Linked DNA regions of Canis lupus: region 1 is linked to region 2. Evidence: chromatin contacts called from public Hi-C data. All regions are on one chromosome and are shown on one strand. The core of a region is the stretch at or near the end of the contact, and the rest is flanking DNA. Distances in the headings are between cores, read along the strand shown.

Region 1 (4,917 bases), core at 1,916-4,415, 220 kb after region 2:
CTCCCCCGGCATCGGGGCTCGTCCGTCCCCCACCCCCTCGTCCCAGGCGGCGGAGGCGGAGGCGGCGGCGGCCGCGGCGCTGCTCCCCCCGCCCCCTTCGCCTCCCGGAGCGTCCGGCTCAATCTCACTCTGCGCTCCTCTTCCCCCCCCTCCCCTCCGCCCGGCTCCGAGGGCGCCCCCCCCGCCCCCTGCCACTCAAGGCCCGCTACCGCCGGCGGCGCGCGCGCGCCCGCCACAGGACGTTCAGCGGACCAATGGGAGAGGAGGGACGGCTTCCTCGCCCCTGCCCCTCGTCGTCTCTCACGTAGCGACGTCCCGCGTTCCCTCCCCCACCCCTTCCTTAGCCAATCAGGAAACGGCTCTGAGGGAGCGCGCGAGGTTTCCTTCCCCGCGCACCCGTTCTCACCGTTAAACGGCTGCGTCTCGCGACAATCCTAAAGTGACCTTCCTCCTCCTCCTCCACCCCCCCTCCACGCGCCACGAGCTCAGCGCGCGCTAGGGGCAGTGGGAGGAGCAGGTCCCGCGAGGAGATTGGTGGGAGGAAAACGCACCTTTTTCCCCGCCTCGCGCGCACCCCGGACTGGCTGCGCGCGCACCTGCCTCCCTAAGGAGCCGCTAATGCCACAAGGCTCTTTCTATCCTTCTTCCTTAAGCCGCGGAAGTAGCCTCGGCGTTCTTCTGCCTCCACCCCGATCCCACTTTCCTGTCTGTGGCCTTTCTGTCCCCAGCGCCGCCAGGTCTTGCGGGAACGAAGGGGGAAATTTTTTGAGTTGTCGCTTCTCCTTTAAGAAAAAAAACCCCGTCGGCAGCCGGATGAAAGTCTCTGAAAAAATGGCGGCGGTAGAACAGAGGCGGGGTCGTGAGGGCAAGGAGGGCCCGCCTCTTGGCGCATGCGCTCGGTTAACTTGTTAAAAGGCATCCTGGGAGATGGAGTCTTAAAGAGCCTAAGCTTGGGCGGGGGGGGAAAGATTAGAAACCGGAGGCGGAGAGGATGCCGGGAAGGTTTTGACTGATGCACGCTGGGAAAGGTAGTTCGCTCTTTCTGCAGTGGCTGTGTGGTCTTTCAGGGAGGTAGTGTTTCCGGGTTAGGCCGCGACGACCGCACAGATCCTGGCAGAAGTGGCGAGTGGATTGCTGGTCGGGATAGCTTGGGACGGTTTATGTCGACTTTCTAAGTTGGCGTTGACGGGACATTTCTTGGGTGGCCGCGTTAGTAGCGCTTTGTCTGGATTGGTTACTTCGCACCTCCTAGGGTTCACGCCTGCAGTGTTCGCCTCGTCATCCTGTAACTCACTACCCTGTGAGCTCCTGGAGGTCAGGGACCGAATCTGGATCCGTCGGGTGCTCGGGGCGTAGCGCAGTTCCCACCAATCAATCACTGGGTTCTTAATAAAAGCCTGGAAAGAATTGTAGAGCTACTGTTCTACTAGATGTCGGTGCCCAGTAGCTGGCGTAGGGTGCTTTGACCTGGCTGCGGTCCCAGGGCTGCGGCGGGGGGGGGGGGGGGGGGGGGTCCTGTTAGCGTGATTCTGCGACCTACTCAGAAACCAAAGGCCTCCTTCGTGCCTCTTGCCTCGAAACCACTCGGCTTCTGTGGTTTTAAATGTTTCTGCTGCACAGGAAGCACAGTCAGAGCAGCAGCTTTGTCAGAAATTACTTTTATGTCCACCAGCGCGTGCAGCTAAATTATCCTAATGCGTCAAATGGGAGTTTTCCATTTGTTTTCCAGGTTGCATTCCACGACAGCAGTGGGCCTCCAGCATGCCTTCATTTCTTCCTTTCATGCACTAAAATCAAAGAGTGGTTCTTACCCCTGGAAAAATGAAGCATCTGGGGCTTACACACACACACAGCCCTCGCCCCCCAAGCGGATGAAAACAAGACCTGGGGATCCAATTCTAAATTTCACATTAATCATTCATTTTAAGCTGCAGATGGAGTCTAATATTTGCAAGCCAAGTGCTGAAGTGCAGTTTTCCTTTCAGTGTTTTGGCTCAGTTACCACTTAAGATTCGGCAAATGTCTTATATTCGCCATCGAGTATTTTGCACTTTCAACGGGACTAGTGGCATTTCAGTTGTAAAAGCTGTATGGATTGGTGTGGATGGGAATTTGTTTCAAATCCATTTGGACTTTTGGAACAGCACTGACATCCAATGGCTGCTCAAAGTAATGCAGAGTGGGAATCTCCTTTTGATTAAAAAAAAAAAATCTTAACATCACAGGGGAATGGAAGAATGAATGATTCCTTTACATCAACGTAAAAAAAGACCTCAGTGTTGGAGAGGAAAGATCACAGGCACTGAAACTAAATCTGGATTATAATAAATAGCAAAGCTATCTGTAATTCTGTTATCTTTAGCAACTTACTATCCCTTGAATATATTTCACCACTGGTAAAAATGGAAGTAATATTATGTTTCAGAGGGCCATAATTATAGTTCTTTACATACTGCTTTCTCATAATAAGCCTATTGTAAATGCTTTATTTCATTTGACGTGGATAAAAAATCACAGCGATAAAAAAAGGTGAAAGTCAATCTCAGGATCCCTTTTCAGAGAAACTGCTATTAGGCAACATTACTAGGCAGAAATTGTGCTTCCTGAGACATCTGCAGCTTGACACCTTGTGTCTGGTCTTCCGGTTTTATTCTTCATGATCACTATAGTTGTGTTTTAGACCCCAGAAATAACCAAGTCCTGAAAAAATCCCAATGTGACTGCTACTCTGCCCTACTTTTAATGGATTTGCACTCTATTCAAGGAAGCTGGTAAGCATAATTTCTGAATCAGTAAATAAACAAAGATAGCAAAATGAATTGGGTGCTGGTTAACTCTGATAGAAATTTTATGAAGGAAACTTGCTTCCACAGTCATGGCTTCACACACACATTCACACCCAGATAGCAGGTTTTCTGATGCACAGTCACAGTGCCATAGACCCACATTGGGGAACAACGCAAGTGCAAATCTGTGGTCCCATGAATTCAAGATGAATCCTGACGCATAGTAGGTGCTCAATTTTTTTCGAAGTTAATTTCGAATCTTTATCACCCTGGCCAATGCACTAACAGAACTCAAATCCTTCTATGCACTTTATATGTCCCATTTTCAAAACCCTAACTTACCAAAAAAAAAAAAAAAAAAAAAAAAAAAAGCAAGAAAGAAAAAAAAAAGGAAAAGAAACTCACCGAATCAAAAGAGAGGAAGTGCTAGGCAAATACAGGAACCAAAAAGGGTTATAGAGGCAGCTTCACGCTGTCTCATTCAGTTCCTTTGTGGTCCTCTTGTTCAGCACATGCCAAAGCAGTTCCTCACAACCTGTGGGACCAGAGCATCTTGGGTGTGTGACGATGGAAGAGTTGGGTGAGTGAGGGCCATCTTGGAGGAGAAACTCCCGAGGGAATGAAGACTTGGCTGCCATCTCTGTGTGGTGGGGTGTACTTCAAGCCAGAGGGAGGGTGGTGCTGGAAGATTTTGTTTCCACTTCTCTCCTGACCTCAGCCCAACCAAGAGTGAAGCAGGAGGAACTATGATTGTTTTGGGGAACTCTGGGTTCACTCTGCAGCGGCACAAATAGGCGGAGAGATTGGTGCTCACCAGGGGAAACTTTGCACACATATTTTTGGATTGACTTATGATTGAGATCGTCATTTTATTATGAGTATTTGCCCCTCGGGGGCTGTTGCTGGTCATAGGGTGGTCGCATAGTTGGCACCTGCAGATTTGTGATTTAGGAAGAAAAAAAAGAAAAAAAGGAGAGGGATAAAGGGGGTATTACGAGGAGAAGAAATGGACCAGAAGAACGAGAATGAGGCATCTGTAAATGTTGGAGAAAGGCCAGGGTGGTTTCATTTGTTCCATGGTTTAGTGTTAAATCAAGGAGAATTAGTGCTTAAAACTCCAGTGATTCTGTTGCTAAGCTTTTTAGTCAGAGGAATTCTGAAGGAACAGATTACTATGGCCTACAAATATGATACTCTTTCCATTTCAAACAATTAAAACCAGCAGTGAAACAATTGGCCACATTGCTCGGAGAGATCTCTGATTCCCAGTCTTTGGAGTAATGGAAGGTTTGTCATTCTTGGGATTCATTCCTTTTCCTTTGCTGACGTTTGTTGCTGGCATCCTTACTAATACTGAGTCACTAACATTTTACTCAATTTCCAAGCTGTATTAATTCCAGAGTGTCCTGGGTTTTTGTATGTTTGGGGTATGTCGAAAGTGGGAACAACTATAAGCACATCTTGTGTATTGTCTTTTTTTGTTGTTAGTTGTTTAGAGGGTAATTTGAGAGCTAGAGGAGCAGAGAAAGGAAGATAGGCAAATTACAGGAGGGAAGAGATGTTAATGAAGATTTATTAAATATAAATAAATAAATACTGAATTGTTTTAAAGGTAAAGTCTATTTTGATGCATGGGGTCGAACATGTTTTGGATTTGGAGTAGAATCCAGATTCTTAGCCTGCGTGAGAGTCGAGGACGTTCACCTTTCTGCCTGAGTTCTAATCCAGCTCACTAGAATCTAGCCCTTCTTTCTTATTTTAGCGATACCTAATGGTTTTCATGCAGCTAATTCAGAAGGAAAGTAATACTTATTTAGTGACTTAAACTAAAACTTGACATTTTTACATATATTAATCATGTTAGTGTCTGAAACAACTCTTTGAAATGGGTATTATCCATTTTTTTTTCAATGAAAAAACTGAGAAAAACAATAACTGTGTTCAGTATCACTCGCAGGAGCCCCTGACACCAGAACTGATTAAGCTACAAGGCATTCTCCCATTTTAGTGCGTTGGCTCAGGTGTTCCAACCCATAGAACAACCCAGATAATTAGAAAATTAAAAATTAGATTTGCAGAGTTTTGCACTGCTTGCATAGGATGAACAGTAGATAAATCTGGTCCAGAGATG
Region 2 (5,404 bases), core at 291-2,790:
GAGGAACGCTGATTTGGAGTTGTGGCAGCAGAAACTGACTACTGGAGCCAGTTGCTGGGCCTCCAAGGATGTTGCTGGGGCCTCCAAGGATGTCAAATGCTGGCTCCCAGAAATCCCAACAGAACCATCTGTTGAGGGGCACCTGGGTGGCTCAGTGGTTGAGCGTCTGCCTTCAGCTCAGGGCCTGATCCTGGGGTCCCAGCATAGATTCCCTCAGCAGGGTCTCCCCGGGGAGCCTGCTTCTCCCTCAGCCTATGTCTCTGCCTCTGTGTGTGTGTGTGTGTCCTGAATAAATAAATAAATAACATTAAAAAAAAAAAGAACCATCTGTTGATAAGACAAAGCTAAGCTTACTGCTTCTTGAGGTTCTAGGGGAGCAGAATTTTGGTAGTGTCTCAAAAGGGGAGAGCAAGGTTGGGCTATTTATTGAGATTCTGAATTCTGGTTTAAGGCAGGTCTTTAATGTGGGGTCTTTAATGTTTAGGATAGGGTAAACACTGGGTAACAGTTTAGGATTGGTGGACGACAGACAAGGATTTTTCAAGAAGGTTTGGGATGTAAGCTGTGCTCTGATGTTTTCAATGGAAGAGCGTTTGCGTCTTTGAGGAAGTTATTGGAATAAGCAATAAAGATATTTGCAATTTTCATGTCCCTGGGCAAAGTTTGCTGGGATAGTGAATTTATGTGGATGAAAACAGTATGATAAGTCCTATTAATGTAGTTAGCAATCTATGTGAATGTAGATGGCTTCGGCGCTCTTAATGATGAACATGCTTGAGAACATAATCATCATTTTTTCATTTGTCTCTTAGAATATTGAGTATTTTATCCTGGAAAGAGGCTCACTCCTGAAAACACACTTGACATGATTTGTCACACACAGCATTCAGACACAGGGGAATGTTCTTACGAAACATTTTCACGAAGTTAATTAACATTGGGTCTTATAAAGCACATCAGTTTTAAAAATTAGAATCCGCTCTCCCCTTGGGCACTGCAAAAGAAATGCACATTGCATCATCTTATTCTGTTCTTTTTTTTTTTTTTTTAATCTTATTCTAAGTTGCCAGGGCCAGACCTCCATCCTTTAAGGAAACAGCAGTATGTTTTTTTTATTTTCCCTGCCCCCCACCCCCATCCCAGCCTGAGTTTTTTCGGCATCGTGTCCCTGACAATGAATTTTCTCTAAACTCTAAATCAGCTGCAGATCCAAAGGGATAACTCACCGAAGAAGAGCTCGTCCCAAACCCGGCAGGACTCGCAGGACTCGCGACTTTGCGTTGGGGTGAGGGTGGGGGGAAGGCCTTTGCCGCCACAGGAATTCCGCCTTCCGCGCAAGTGTCAGTGCCTCTGGCCAATGGGCGTGGAGATCCCGAGTCGCTTTGCTCTCATTGGTCGGATGCTCTGCTACTGCGGAAGCCGATTGGCCGCGCTCCCGCCGAGCGGAGCGCGGGAAAGGGCGAATGTGGACCTTGGCGCGCGGGGTGTGCACGATCCCCGGCCGCGATCGGGCCGCGGGAGCCCGCGCTCGCTCCCTGCCTAGTGGTTCGGAGTCGCGGCGACCGGGAGCAGGCCCGGACTCACCAGGCCGCTCGCGGCCATCACTGCCTGAATCCGCGAGGCCGAGCCAGCGGGGGGCGGAGCGGGAGGCGGGCCTCGGACGGGAGCCAAGGAGGCCGCCCCCGTCCTTGCGCAGGAACCCGGGGTGGAAGTAAGTGGGCGAAGACGCGCCTCCCGGATGCCCTGGGTCCCCGCCTGGAGGGCGTGTGTAAGGAGGAGGCGGAGGCTCCAGCTGGGCTTCTGCAGCGTGTCACCGGCTCCGTCGCTCGGGAAACGCCGCGGGCGGGTGCGGAGAAGGGGACTTGGGCGACTCTGGCGTTCCCAGCAGCTGGGGCGGGTCCTACGACTATGACAATCAGGAAGAAGCCGAGAATGGGAGCGGAGTGAATGCCCTAGTCAAGAATCTATCCTCCAACCGTCTATCCATAGAGGCAGACGTTCACGATCCTGATGAAGAAAACCCTACGGACCCCAGGAAGATGAATCTCAGAGCTGACAACTCCAGTAGGATGGGGCTTGCAGACCACCTGCTGGTTAAGGATCTGCGTCAAGGGCAGATGTGCACGTATTCGATACTGCACTGGAAAAGGAGCCACGGTTACAACCGTGACAAATTTGCCGCAATTGACAGAGGAATATTATCTAATGTGTGTAGAGTGATAGGGTTCCAAAGTGTGTTAGTAACTATAATACATGTGATAATTTGGGGGAACTGGGCATAATGTGCACACAATACACACCAAAGTAGCTACAACTCCTGCTTTCTCTTCTGTGGGTTCTCTAGGGTTTGGAGAGAATAAACTTTTAAAAGGCAAAAAACAGAAAACCCAAATTGTATGAAAATTTCATCACTCACTGTGGTTCTCTGAGTCATTAGAAGTTTCTATGCTCCTGAGAGTGACAAGCAAGGGTTGGTAAAAATACTAAGGTTGAAAATGCCTAACAGTCTGAGCTATCTGGTTTTGGAGAACTATCCTGGTGACCTCCCAGCATTGACCAGCAACCTCCTGGCGCATTATTCCAGCAGACTTGTCAGCATTTGATAGACTTCCGAGATATTGTCTGGAAATTAAGAAGCAATCGCAACTATGAAGAGGAGTGAAGTTGTCTTTTCTTGGTTTTGTTGAAGCCCACTGCCTGTGCAGAAAATGTGGAGTAAGGGGCAGCCTGGGTGGCTCAGCGGTTTAGCGCTGCCTTCAGCCCAGGCTGATCCTGGAGACCAGGGATCCAGTCCCACGTCGGGCTCCCTGCATGGAGCCTGCTTCTCCCTCCTCCTGTGTCTCTGCCTCTCTCTCTGTCTCTCATGAATAAATAAATTTAAAAATCTAAAAAAGATTTTTGAAAAAAAAAGAAATTGTGGAGTAAGACCTATAATGACAGAATAAATTTTTTTTATTATGATAGTCTCACAGAGAGAGAGAGAGAGAGAGAGAGAGGCAGAGACACAGGCAGAGGGAGAAGCAGGCTCCATACACCGGGAGCCCGACGTGGGATTCGATCCCGGGTCTCCAGGATCGCGCCCTGGGCCAAAGGCAGGCGCCAAACTATAATGACAGAATAAATCTAAGTGTCTAGTCCAGAGAATGTATTTATGCAGATATGGAGCATTTTCCGTGTCTTTCTCTTTCCTTCCCGTCTTTTCCTCCTTCCTTTTTTCCTTTTTTTTTTTTTTTTTTTTTTGGAGGGTGGGGTGAGGAGCTTTTGTACATTTCAATGTATAAACAAAATAGTAGCTTAGTAGACAATAGGCTTAACAACACTTCCCAAACATGGATGTTAAGAATTTAACATTTTTTAAAGATTTTATTTATTTATTCATGAGAGACACAGAGAGAGAGAGAGAGAGAGAGAGGCAGAGACACAGGCAGAAGGAGAAGCAGGCTCCATGCAGGGAGCCTGATGCAGAACTCAATCCCGGGACTCCAGGATCACGCACTGGGTGGAAGGCAGATGTTAAACCTCTGAGCCACCCAGGGGTCCCCAACATTTTCTTTCTATGAAATATTGGTGTACCAGAAGATAGTGAAAAGTTAAAATACAATATGTTCTTATCTATGGGACATCTGTGCAACTATACCTACAATGTAGCACTATAACACTTTTTTTCTCAAATCTTTCCATAATTTTGTATACTTTTAATAATCCTTATTTTATTTTATTTTTTTAAATTTTTTAAAAGATCTTATTTATTTATTAGAGACACAGAGAATGAGACAGAGAGGCAGAGACACAGGCAGAGGGAGAAGCAGGCTCCATGCACGGAGCCCAACACGGGACTCGATCCCAGGTCTCCAGGATCACACCCCAGGCTGCAGGCGGCGCTAAACCGCTAAGCCACTGGGGCTACCCAATAATCCTTATTTTAAAAAACATTTCTGGCTTGGTAAATTGGCTTCTTGGGGAAAGAGCATAAAATAACAAATATTTCCTAAACCTTGAGTATATGTACAATAAAATAGATTTTGCTTGAAGGTAGTAGGAAAATACTTTTTTGGATGAAAGATTACTGTCACATTTTAACCTTCATAATCCCTACATCTTTTGTTATTGTTTTTTTCTCCAAATTTCAGACAAAATGAAGTTGTAATTTACCTTATAGAACTAGTGAGAGCTAAATCAAATAAAATTCACATTGTCAAGATTAGAAATCAAAAAAGTTTTTAAAAGCTATTTGACCTTTAAATTTATATATGAAGTCTTCCTCTTTTTTTCTTTTGTCCACTAAAGACCAGAGTTCTTATAATTACCAGGAAACTCCTAAAAATGTAGATGCATTCCTTGTAAATGCTTAACCAAACAGATTATTTTTTCATTACTAGATTAGGTAACAGTATGAGTTTTCTTCCATACATATATATACCATTTTATTTCTTGCCTCTTGCTTTTATGTTGTTAAACAGTGAAGAGAATATGCACTTAACACAGTATCATTTTTATAAATAATTCCTATATTTGTTACTCTGCTATAAAAATCTGCCCTGTTATTATGTTTAAAGCTTACGCTACTCTCTGACTTTTTGGAAAAATATATATAAAAATATATATAAAATATATATAAGAATAACTATTATGGCTTTTCTTTTTTTTTAGCATGGCTTTTCATAGGTTTATATGACACTGTGGTCTATAAACAATAATTTTAATAAATCATATATATGATTCATTTCAATTATATATAATTCATATATTGTGTGATTAATTTTCTTGTGGGAAACAAATATCAACAATAATATGCATAGATATAATTATGCTGTGGTAACTGGTCTGTTTGGAGAATGTTTACTGTGACTCTTGAATGTGAAATCCTTGCTAGAAAATTTTAATTAGATAATGTGCTTATAAGACATTACATAAAACATGTAAAAGTAGAATCTCATCTGCAGGGATCTTTTGGTTTTGTTTGTTTTAGAGAGAAACCATGAGATCTTTCAGAGGAGGGGTAGAGGGAGAGGGAGAAAGGATCTTACGCAGGTTTCATGCTTAGCACTCAGCCAGATGAGGGGCTCAACTTCAGGACCCTGAGAGAATGACCTGAGTAGAAACCAAGAGATGCTTAATGGACTGAGCCCCCCAGGGGTCCCCACAGTTTTTGCTATTAATTTTTTTGCAAGGCCTTCTTGTAGGGAAATATTATACTATACAATGAAGAGGTTTGTTTTCCATTTTTACTTCAGAATTTATTTTATTATTTTATTATTTTTTATTTAAAAAAAGATTTTATTTATTCATTCATGAGAGACACAAAGAGAGAGGCAGAGACAAAGGATAAGGGAGAAGCAGGCTCTCTGCAGGGAGCCCAGTGCAGGACTGGAGACTGGTCCCAGGACCTGCGGATCATGACCTG

The links. A called contact is a pair of places that touch in the nucleus more often than the background predicts.
Region 1: a Hi-C map of blood shows a contact between it and region 2, with 2.7 times the contacts expected there. The contact joins the promoter of LPXN here to the promoter of FAM111A in region 2. A contact is called at or near these places in 3 of 9 Hi-C or Micro-C datasets (blood and skin fibroblasts).

Annotation. Positions count from the first base shown.
Region 1 is chr18:38,254,479-38,259,395 of UU_Cfam_GSD_1.0, forward strand. LPXN (leupaxin) reads left to right here and starts at 3,166. Exons shown (of 9, transcript XM_038563189.1): 1 at 3,166-3,366. The coding sequence starts at 3,354. ZFP91 (E3 ubiquitin-protein ligase ZFP91) reads right to left here and starts at 81. Exons shown (of 11, transcript XM_038563187.1): 1 at 1-81. The coding sequence starts at 12.
Region 2 is chr18:38,038,954-38,044,357 of UU_Cfam_GSD_1.0, forward strand. FAM111A (serine protease FAM111A) reads right to left here and starts at 1,541. Exons shown (of 4, transcript XM_038563170.1): 1 at 1,227-1,541.